Linked DNA regions of Mus musculus: regions 1 and 3 are each linked to region 2. A link is a contact called in public promoter capture Hi-C and targeted proximity ligation data. All regions are on one chromosome and are shown on one strand. The core of a region is the stretch at or near the end of the contact, and the rest is flanking DNA. Distances in the headings are between cores, read along the strand shown.

Evidence for each region. Capture Hi-C pulls out chosen DNA fragments and counts their contacts.
Region 1: a promoter capture Hi-C map of adipose tissue shows a contact between it and region 2. A contact is called at or near these places in 2 of 39 promoter capture datasets (cranial neural crest and neural stem cells), 4 of 130 datasets of targeted methods (the SCID.adh cell line, effector CD8 T cells, memory CD8 T cells and 1 more) and 2 of 9 other capture datasets (adipose tissue and liver).
Region 3: a targeted proximity ligation map of pancreatic cancer cells shows a contact between it and region 2. A contact is called at or near these places in 8 of 39 promoter capture datasets (3T3-L1-derived adipocytes, the C10 cell line, cranial neural crest and 4 more), 5 of 130 datasets of targeted methods (the SCID.adh cell line, bone marrow-derived macrophages, embryonic stem cells and 2 more) and 3 of 9 other capture datasets (adipose tissue, liver and pancreatic islet).

What each region holds. Positions count from the first base shown.
Region 1 is chr15:76,325,982-76,329,105 of GRCm38.p6, forward strand. It overlaps Exosc4 (exosome component 4), which reads left to right and starts at 1,416. Exons shown (of 3, transcript NM_175399.4): 1 at 1,416-1,682; 2 at 3,049-3,124. The coding sequence starts at 1,512. It also overlaps a transcript of Oplah not described here.
Region 2 is chr15:76,575,019-76,578,100 of GRCm38.p6, forward strand. It overlaps Adck5 (aarF domain containing kinase 5), which reads left to right and starts at 1,341. Exons shown (of 15, transcript NM_172960.3): 1 at 1,341-1,476. The coding sequence starts at 1,465.
Region 3 is chr15:76,367,579-76,370,637 of GRCm38.p6, forward strand. Hgh1 (HGH1 homolog) reads left to right here and starts at 1,320. Exons shown (of 6, transcript NM_021555.2): 1 at 1,320-1,991; 2 at 2,074-2,174; 3 at 2,278-2,376; 4 at 2,584-2,675; 5 at 2,754-2,876; 6 at 2,954-3,059. The coding sequence starts at 1,378.

The DNA of each region.
Region 1 (3,124 bases), core at 166-2,665, 250 kb before region 2:
TTTATGCATTGGGGTTTTTTTGTTTTTGTTTTTCTGGGTTTTTATTTGTTTTGTTTTGTTTTTGTTTTTTTGTTTGGTTTTGTTTTTTGTGTGAGACTGTATTTCTCTGTGTAGTCCAGGAACTCTCTGTAGAGCAGGCTGGCCTGGAACTCAGAGATCTGCCTGCTCCCACCTTCTGAGTGCTAGGATTAAAGGCTTGAGCCGCTCCAGCTGGCTGGTGTGATGTTCTAACTCTCCTAACTCTTCAGAACTGAATGCGCCTTCCCTCCAGGACACCTGTGTTGTTCTATGTCACACTCATCTCTCCAGAGCATACTCCTTTGAATATTCTTGCCCACAAGGGTGCATCGTTGCTGTCTGTGACAGCGGTGCCCTAACTCTCCTAATAAGGCCCACCTGAAGAGTAATTTCAGCTCAGTGTTCTTTCTGTGAATCTATCTTTTATCTATAACAACAACAACAAAACCTGAGGACTGTTGATTTCATATTCCGAGTGAAAACACTCCAAAAAAGTGTATACTAAATGACCCAATCCTTAAAAATAAATCAGAATTCCGGGCTGGTGAGATGGCTCAGTGGATAAGAGCACTGACTGCTCTTCCAAAGAAAGGTCCTGAGTTCAAATCCCAGAAACCACATGGTGGCTCACAACCACCCGTAATGAGATCTGACGCCCTCTTCTGGTTTCTGAAGACAGCTACAGTGTACTTAGATATAACAATAAATAAACATCTAAAAACACACTTTAAAAATAATCAGAAAAAAAAATCAGAATTTCAAGCCCTACTATACAGATGCATATATACAACTGCAGGCCCTTTGTGTTTGTATTCAAGTGATAGAGAAACTTATTGGGCAAGGTAAGGGAGGGAAACTTATGGATTTAACCAAGGAAATGAAAAAAGGAAAAAAAAACAAACAAACAAACTAAGCCACAGAGATAATAATCATGTGTAACAAACAACTGTGCTTAGCTAAACTGACCACGGTAAAAACCACGCGGGCAGAGGACCAGGTTTGATTCCGCAGCACTCACACAGTGGCTCACAGCTGCCTGTAGTTCCTGATCCATGGGATCTGACGCCCTCTTCTAACTTCCACAGCACTAAGCACACATGTGACGAATAGACATACAAGCAAGTAAACACTCATACAATAAAAATAGATATACAATTAAAAAAAATAAGACCAAAAAATGTCTCTGCTCGGGCCAGCATCTCCAACAAACCAAAGACGTCCGGAAGCCAGTCTTCTTGGCGTACCTACTCCAACAACCCGGGAGAAGCACAAAAACCCGTTCGCCTCGGGCCTTCCGTTTCCCGGAACTGAAAGGCTTAAGTCGAACATTCAGAAAGCCGGGGATGCCACAAGCCGCAGTTCCCTTTGACCGGAAAGCGACTAGGCTACCGGAAGCTATAGTTCACCGAGACTGAAAAGGAAACGTACCGACGGAAGTCGTAGTCCTGAAGGTCCAGGTCGAGCTGTCGGAGGCGGAGTCAGGACTGTACATCATGGCCGGGCTGGAGCTCCTGTCCGATCAGGGTTACCGGATAGACGGTCGCCGCGCGGGGGAGCTGCGCAAGATCCAGGCGCGGATGGGCGTGTTTGCGCAGGCCGATGGCTCGGCTTACATCGAGCAGGGCAACACCAAGGCACTGGCGGTGGTCTACGGGCCGCACGAGGCGAGTAAGCGGCGGGGACCGGGGGCTCCTGGCCGCACATCAAGGGAGGAGACCTAAGTCGTACGGCTTAACTCCTGAGCCCATGCAGCAGTATACTACAATCCCATCTGAGTCCCTGTGGGCCTCCCGGCAGAAAGCATCTCACACAGGTTGTCCCAACGTGTTGTAGCGGGGATGATGTGAGAACCTGGCTTCTTTTGACTTCATCTTACGAGCTCTTTCTCTTGGCCGACTTCCATTTCAGTCCTCTTTGTGTTGCATCCTCTAAGCAGTGAATATAATTATGCCCTGAGTTCTCAGGAAAATTGCGTCCCTAACATGGCCCTCAAATTTGTGTGTTAGGCCCCGTGAGGTACTGAGAATATCGGTTTCTTTAAGAACCCAGTTATGTTATGTGATTATGTTTTTGTTTTGATCCCACGTGTGGGGTATGGAGCTGCTTCAGATTGCCCTCAGCCACTATGATTTGTCTCATGCAGGGACCGGGGGCTTGTGATCCCACCTCGAGGGAATATACCTGTGTCTTACAGCTTAAGTCCTCCGTCTCAGTGGGCCCTCTGCTTAGCCTTTTTTTTTTTTTTTTTTTTTTCTCACGGGCTGCCCGCTTCATCTCTGAGGTGCCTCAGCCAGCCTGGCGAAGCTCCACTCACTCCCTGTTCCTTCAGCTCATTCTTCCCACATCTTGTCAGGAAAAGGCCTCTCAGGCTATTTCTGCACCTACTACATCGATTTTCCTGGGTCTTCCACCTTGCTTGTTTCTCTACGGGAACATAAACTCCTAAAACAAGGACATTAAATTATCTGCCTTTATTGCTGTGTCGCAGTGCTGTAGCAAGGCTGGCAAATGTGCACATTTTAAGGTTTGCTAGCATATGGAGCTCGGCTTTCTAGGTGGATGATCAGGTATAGAACACATGAGGGAAGACTTGGTAGGGAGAGGGACAGTAGATCAAATAGAGTTGAGGAGTTACCAAGGAGGTGAGGACCCAGGGCTTTGAAAGTCAGGGAAATTGAGATTTTTTTTCTTTTACATTACTGTAATGGGAAGCTTCTGGAAGGTAAGTAAAATATTAGTGTGTGGGTTACACAGTCAAACCAGATGTTTGTAATCATGGTGGCCACAATGGGAATAATTTGGGAGGAAATGGAGAAACTGAAGAACAAAGAGTTGGCTGCTAAAGGTGACAATGCTTTGGCTTAGGTTGAGAAGTAGCCCCCCCCCCCCACTCAGCTATGATTTGGAACCAGAGTAGCTGGGGTTTTGTTTGTTTGTTTTAGCACTTTAGAAAGAGGAGGAGGAAGGTTGAGCCATCGAGTGCGTCCCAGGAGGTAGGCAGGCCTGGCTCATTCATTCTTTTTCCTCTAGATCCGGGGCTCCCGGTCTCGAGCCCTGCCTGACCGGGCTCTAGTGAACTGTCAGTACAGTTCAGCCACCTTCAGCA
Region 2 (3,082 bases), core at 91-2,590:
TATTCTGGAGTTGCTGGGCTACTTGGTTGCCCTGACTTTCCAACAGGTTCCTGGTAGCTCCCAGCTAGGTCTCCCTGGTTCGGGTGTGACCTCACAGGGCTGAGGACTTTGATCTGTTCCCTACTGTATATCTGGACCTAATTGCCACAATCTCTCTCCCCTGTGCTTTATAAGTAGCCCAGTCTCGGAACACCCATTTCTGCCTTTTCATCCTGGGCTCTGTGCACCCTGAATCCATTTTGTCCCTGACACATTGCTTTCCAGTTGCGCCCAGACATCTCAGCTACACGTACTTCCTAGGCTTGCAAGGACGTCCAGAATGAATGAACTGGAAGGAGGCCATTGCCTGACATCGTCTGGCTCACAGACTTTTGTGACCCCCTCATACAGCCACTCTGCCACCTTCCAGGCACTCCAAAGCCAATTGGGGACATGACATTATCTTAGAGCCTGCTTAGAGCCATGTTCAACCAGAAGGCAGCTTGCCAGTTCCAGTGGGTGGGTGGGGGGAGGCTCAGGTGACCTCAAAGAACCCAATGGTCAACATTAGGACAGTTGCTGAGAAGAGCACCCGTGGCTAGGGAAGCAGGAACTTCAGGGGAGTTCTGAGGAACCAGGTAGTAAGGACCCCTCCAGAGGAGGATTTGCAGAAGGATTGGGTATCACAGAGAGTGAAGAGTAGGGGGACAAAGAACCAGGACTCTTCACAGAGAAACCCTGTCTTAGAAAAAAAAAGAAAAGAAAAAACAAAACAAAACAAAACAAACCAACCAACCAACCAAACAAACAAACAAAAAAGAACCTGGACTCTAACTGACATAGTTGGCAAGAAAGCGAGGGTGTCTCTAGCTTTGGTGGCTGTCTCAACAGGTGTTGCCAAACTGCCTGTGCGAGCGAATACTGAGAGTTGTGAAAATGACCAAGTGTCAGCTTTGAGTTACACTGTCACTTTTCAGAAAGGAACGAGAGCCCGACAAAATTAAAGAGCCAATTCAAGGGTCTGGGAATATGGCTGAGTGGGTAAAAGGGCTACCCTAGGAAGCCAAGTTCCTGGAACAATGTAAAAAGCACTTCTAGAGTGAAATAGGAGTGGGAAGAGGAAAATTGCCCGCAAACTTAGCCTGGCTTGCACAGGGCAACAGAAATAAAACAGACGGTGGAAAGCAAGCACCAACCGACTCTTGAAAATTGCTCCATAACATTCACATACAATAAACAAAGGAAAACACTTGGTAAAGACTCATCACTTGGTGTCTCCCATGAGGCTATGCCCCGGGCGACCTCAAGGGGCCGCTGCACGCCGAGGCGGTCACGTCACGTTTTGGGGGCGTGGCCCTTCCACTCTACCCAGGTCTGTGTGGCGCGTGTGGGCCGGTGCGCAAGCGCATTGCCTACTCTTTCGCGGGGTCGTCTGGGCACCAGGGACGTCTGCGGCGAAACCGGGAAGAGAGCACTGCCGGGGACATGTGGCGGCCGGTGAGGACCCCGCCCCCGCACGCCCTGGTCCCTGACTCTGCGCTCCGCATCCCTGCGTTGGGATCTCTCTCTGTACCCGGAGGTTCTGGATCCAGTCCAGGCCCGGGCCCTGCCCATCGACCCCAAAGCTTTGGAGAACTCTGATTCCCGCTTCCTCTTTTTTTCCCCAGAGCCTTTGGGAAGACTCAGCATTATTTAACCTCACCCCAGGGTCCTCTTCCTTCTGCCTCTGTCCTCAGCGCATCCCTCGGGTCTCCCCGGGAAGCTGCTCTGTCCTCTCTATCAGCTTCTGGAAGGGAGACAACCCCATGATTCCCGCTGGGTTAGCATGCCCTCACTCCCTTAGCCCCTTGTTCTGGCCCTGGGGGTGTCCTTGCCTATTCCCTGCCCTTGGAGTATGGCCCTTCTTCAGTTGTGTTGTTTTTAAACTTCTGCGAAGTTGTTTTTCTAGTACATCTGGCCTTGTAGGTTTAGATAATGAGAGGCCAGGAGGTGGGTTAACGTTTGGCTTGCAGTGTACAGCCCTGCTGGGTGTGTGCTTTCTGATGGGAGTCCTGTTGCTCAGAGACAAGTTGCCTTTTACACAGACAGCACTTTACTGTAGCAAAAACTTTTCCACATATCCGTATTACTTGTCACTTACACCTCTAGACAGCCCTGGGAGTTTGTTTTGTTTTGTTTTGTTTGAGATAGGGTTTCTCTTGTTTTTGGACAGCCCTGGCTGGCCTGGAACTAGCTCTGTAGAGCTGGCTGGCCTCCAACTCAGAGATCCTCTGCTGGGATCAAAGCCATATGCTACCACTGCCTGGCTAGAAAGGCAAGGGTTTTTTTGTTTGTTTGTCTTAGTTTTTTTTGTTTTTGGCTCCTTGCTTACCCCCCTCCAAGGTTGGGGTATTTGGTTTTAGCTCTGGCTGTCCTGGAACTCACTCTGTAGAGCATACTGGCCTCGAACTCACAGAAATCTGCTTGCCTCTGCCACCCTAGTGCTGGGATTAAAGCTGTGTACCACCACCACCCTACCAGAAAGGGGAGTTTTAACCTCTGATTAGGAATTACTGCACAGTACAGTGGAGTCCTTGCAGGTTCCCAATAACAACGTCCACTTCCTCTAGCTCAAATCTCTAGGCTGTTACCTACTAACTTTGGGAGATGGTCTGTGGCTTAGTTTCCTGTTGAGCTGCCTTGGGCTGTCTATCAAAGGTCATAATCTAGTCATCTTTTCTAGGGCTCTATCCTGAGTCTTGGCAGTCTTCATGGTGCAGGCTGCTGGCTTGTATGGATGTCTCTCTTTTGCCAGCTGTGTCTTCTCCTTAGAGCAGGTGTTTGCTGCTTTATGAAACCACTGGAGAGAAGTCTAGTTGAATGTTTTTTTTCTTCTTTCTTTCTTTCTTTTTTTTTTTTTTTTTTTGGTTTTTCGAGACAGGGTTTCTCAGTATAGCCCTGGCTGTCCTGAAACTCACTCAGTAGACCAGGCTGGCCTCGAACTTAGAAATCCACCTGCCTCTGCCTCCCAAGTGCTGGGATCAAAGGCGTGCGCCACCACTGCCTGGCAAAATATTATTTATTTACTTTTATGAGTACACTGTAGCTGTCTTCAGACACACCA
Region 3 (3,059 bases), core at 70-2,569, 210 kb before region 2:
TAAAGTCACTGAGCTTCCCTTTCTAGGTGACTATTTTGTGTCAAGTTAACAAAGTTAACTTTGTTTAAGAGAAAAATCTTTTGAGACCAGCTCATTTTATAGCTCAGGCTGGCCTCAAACTTACACTGACCTTCCTGCCTCAGCCTCCTCAGTTGTGAGATTAGACAGTGACACGTTTATAAAAAGATAAGGAGCCGGGCAGTGGTGGCGCACGCCTTTGGTCCTACCACTTGGGAGGCAGAGGCAGGTGGATTTCTGAGTTTGAGGCCAGCCTGGTCTACAGAGTGAGTTCCAGGACAGCCAGCACTGTCTCCAAAACAAAACAAAACAGAGGCAAGGGAGCCTTTTCTTAGAAACTCACTAGCTGCTGTCAACAGCTGGGAAATCTGGACAGTTGGCCCTACACAGACCTAACCACTTTGCCATTGTAGCCGGAAGGATCCCAGTCAGTATCTAAGGTTGCATAGGATCTGGAACCGTGGCGGTTCCTGGCTATCTCCTACAAAAACCTGACAAGGACCAGCCCTGGAAAAACCCCTAACTCAAGATTTCTAATTTGAGAGAGCAAGGACCCCAGGCAGCTAATTGCTAATACAGGCACAAGAAGCACCAAATGGGATACTTTCCCAGAACAGATCCTAGTACTGAAATTATCTTCTGCTAGGGATTACGTAGCTAAGAAGGCCAGTGTCCTCCCATCTGTGCTAACAAATGTGCCGGTGGAAGGTAATATGGAGCCACTGAGAAGCAAAGAAACGCAGCGAGGTATGGAAGACAGAAACCGAACAGTGCTCTAAAGAGCTGGCAGGGGCGTCTGTCACCAGGTGCCCCCAAACCTGCAAACTATAGATTCATTTATTAGTTCCCTTTGCCCAAGCCTGCTTGACTCAGACTTCTGTCACTGAAGAGGACCTAACAAATGCACTAGAAAAAAAAATTTAGCCCCTCTGCAAAGTCAGAGACTGATCCAAAGCTGCCTTTTCATCGCAGAGTCCTGCACCCTCCGGTTCCTGGATGTCTGAAACCAGGTTTAAAAGGTGGCAGCAAACACTCTGGACACCAGGATCACCGGCTGCCGAGCTTCGCTTCAAATTATGCGTGCTGGTCGCGTGGTTCTGACTCCTGGCAAAGCAAACACGCAATAGGCAGCCGGAAAAGTCCTTGCAAGGATCTGGTGGTGGTGGTGATGATGATGGGAAGGGGGGGAGGGTGCATCTGCACCAGCTTAAGGGGTGCCTAATACTGTGGCCCACAATGCCTCGCGCTGAAACCGGCCCCGCCCCCTTCAGCCAGGTTCTCAGCCTCGGAAGGGTTTTAACGACTTCCGCTTTTCCGGCGGTGGCCCCGGCACGAGAAGTGACTGAGACTGCTGGCGGCATGCGGGGACCGGGAGTAGGTTCGGGGTTCTCTGGTGAGCGAGGGTTGCTAGAGCAGGAGGCTGGCGCGGACACGGAGGCGGTGGAACTGCTGCCCTTCCTGGTGCTCGGAGCGCGAGCCGACCTGCAGGCGGCCGCGGCGCAGCACGTGCTGGCGCTGACTGGTGCGGGCTCGGGCCGCACGCTGTTGGCCGGACAGCCAGAGTTGTTGCGGGCCTTGGTCGACCTTGCGGTGGCCCCGGCCCCAGCTCCTTCCCGCGATGCCTCCCGCGCGCTCGTGAACTTGGCTGCTGATCCCAATGTGCACTGGCAGCTGCTGGCGGCTGACCCGGAGCTGCCCGCCCGCCTGCTGCGCTGCGTGTTGGACCCTCAGTGGCCCTGGGCTGAAGAGGCGGCTGCAGTGCTGGCCAACCTGAGTCGCGAGCCGGCTCCGTGTGCTGCGTTAATGGAGAAGCTGATGGCCGCTGAGCCGGAGCGGTTGGGTCTGGAGCGACTTGTCAACGCGCTGTGCACGCCGAGCTACAACGCGGCCGCACCCCTGCATTACCTGGGGCCGCTGCTCTCCAACCTTAGCCAGCAGGCGGAGGTGCGTGCTTTTCTCCTGGACCCAGACAGGTGAAACCCAGTCGCCTGCGCGGGCGGGAAGGTGGGGAAGTGGAAGTGAACAAGGACAGCAGTGAATATCTTCTTTCAACAGGTGCGTGGTCCAACGGCTGCTGCCTCTTACCCAGTACACAGATTCTTCGGTGCGCAGGGGCGGGGTGGTGGGAACACTTCGGAATTGCTGTTTTGAGCATCGTGAGTGACAAGGAGGGGGTGGTGCCATTGCCAAGGTGGGGATTGGACCCTAGGGAACCCAACGGACCATTATTCTGATCTCCTTCCTTGTCCGCACCTCCAGGACATCACAAGTGGTTACTTGGGGCCCAAGTCGACATTCTCCCCTTTTTGCTACTGCCCTTGGCTGGGCCTGAAGAGTTTTCCGAGGAAGAAATGGACCGTGAGTGACTTGGGTGGTTGCCTCAGGGCTGTCTGGTGCTAGAGGGAAGACTACAAGAGGGAGATGGAGAGGTGTGCAGGTCTGGAGTCCCTCAGTCCGGCAGCCTTTAAGGAGGGGGTCGTTACAGACACACACAAGGCTCACCCAGGCAGAGCAGGGCTTGGGTGTTCAGCACAGGGACCAATAGTCTCCCACCCTCACTCCTAGAGCTGCCTGTTGACCTGCAGTACTTGTCACCAGACAAGCAACGGGAGCCGGACGCTGACATCCGGAAGATGCTCATCGAAGCCGTCATGCTGGTGAGCAGGGGCCTGGGGTGTTAGTGCCTCTCCACAAGTCCGTATTGGCATCCGAGTAACCTTTTTCCATCTTCCTAGCTGACAGCCACGGCACCTGGTCGGAAGCAGGTACGGGACCAGGGTGCCTACTTGATCCTTCGAGAGCTGCACAGCTGGGAGCCAGAGCCCGATGTGCGGATGGCTTGCGAAAAACTTATCCAGGTGAGTGCGGGGGGTCAGAAAGGCTAGGCAAGTGCCAATGGCTTATGAGCCCGCTCACCTGCCTCCTCTTCTTGCAGGTGCTTATTGGTGATGAGCCAGAGGCTGGCATGGAAAACCTGCTGGAGGTGCAGGTACCTGAAGACGTGGAACAACAGCTCCAGGAGCTCGACCAGCAAGAGCAAC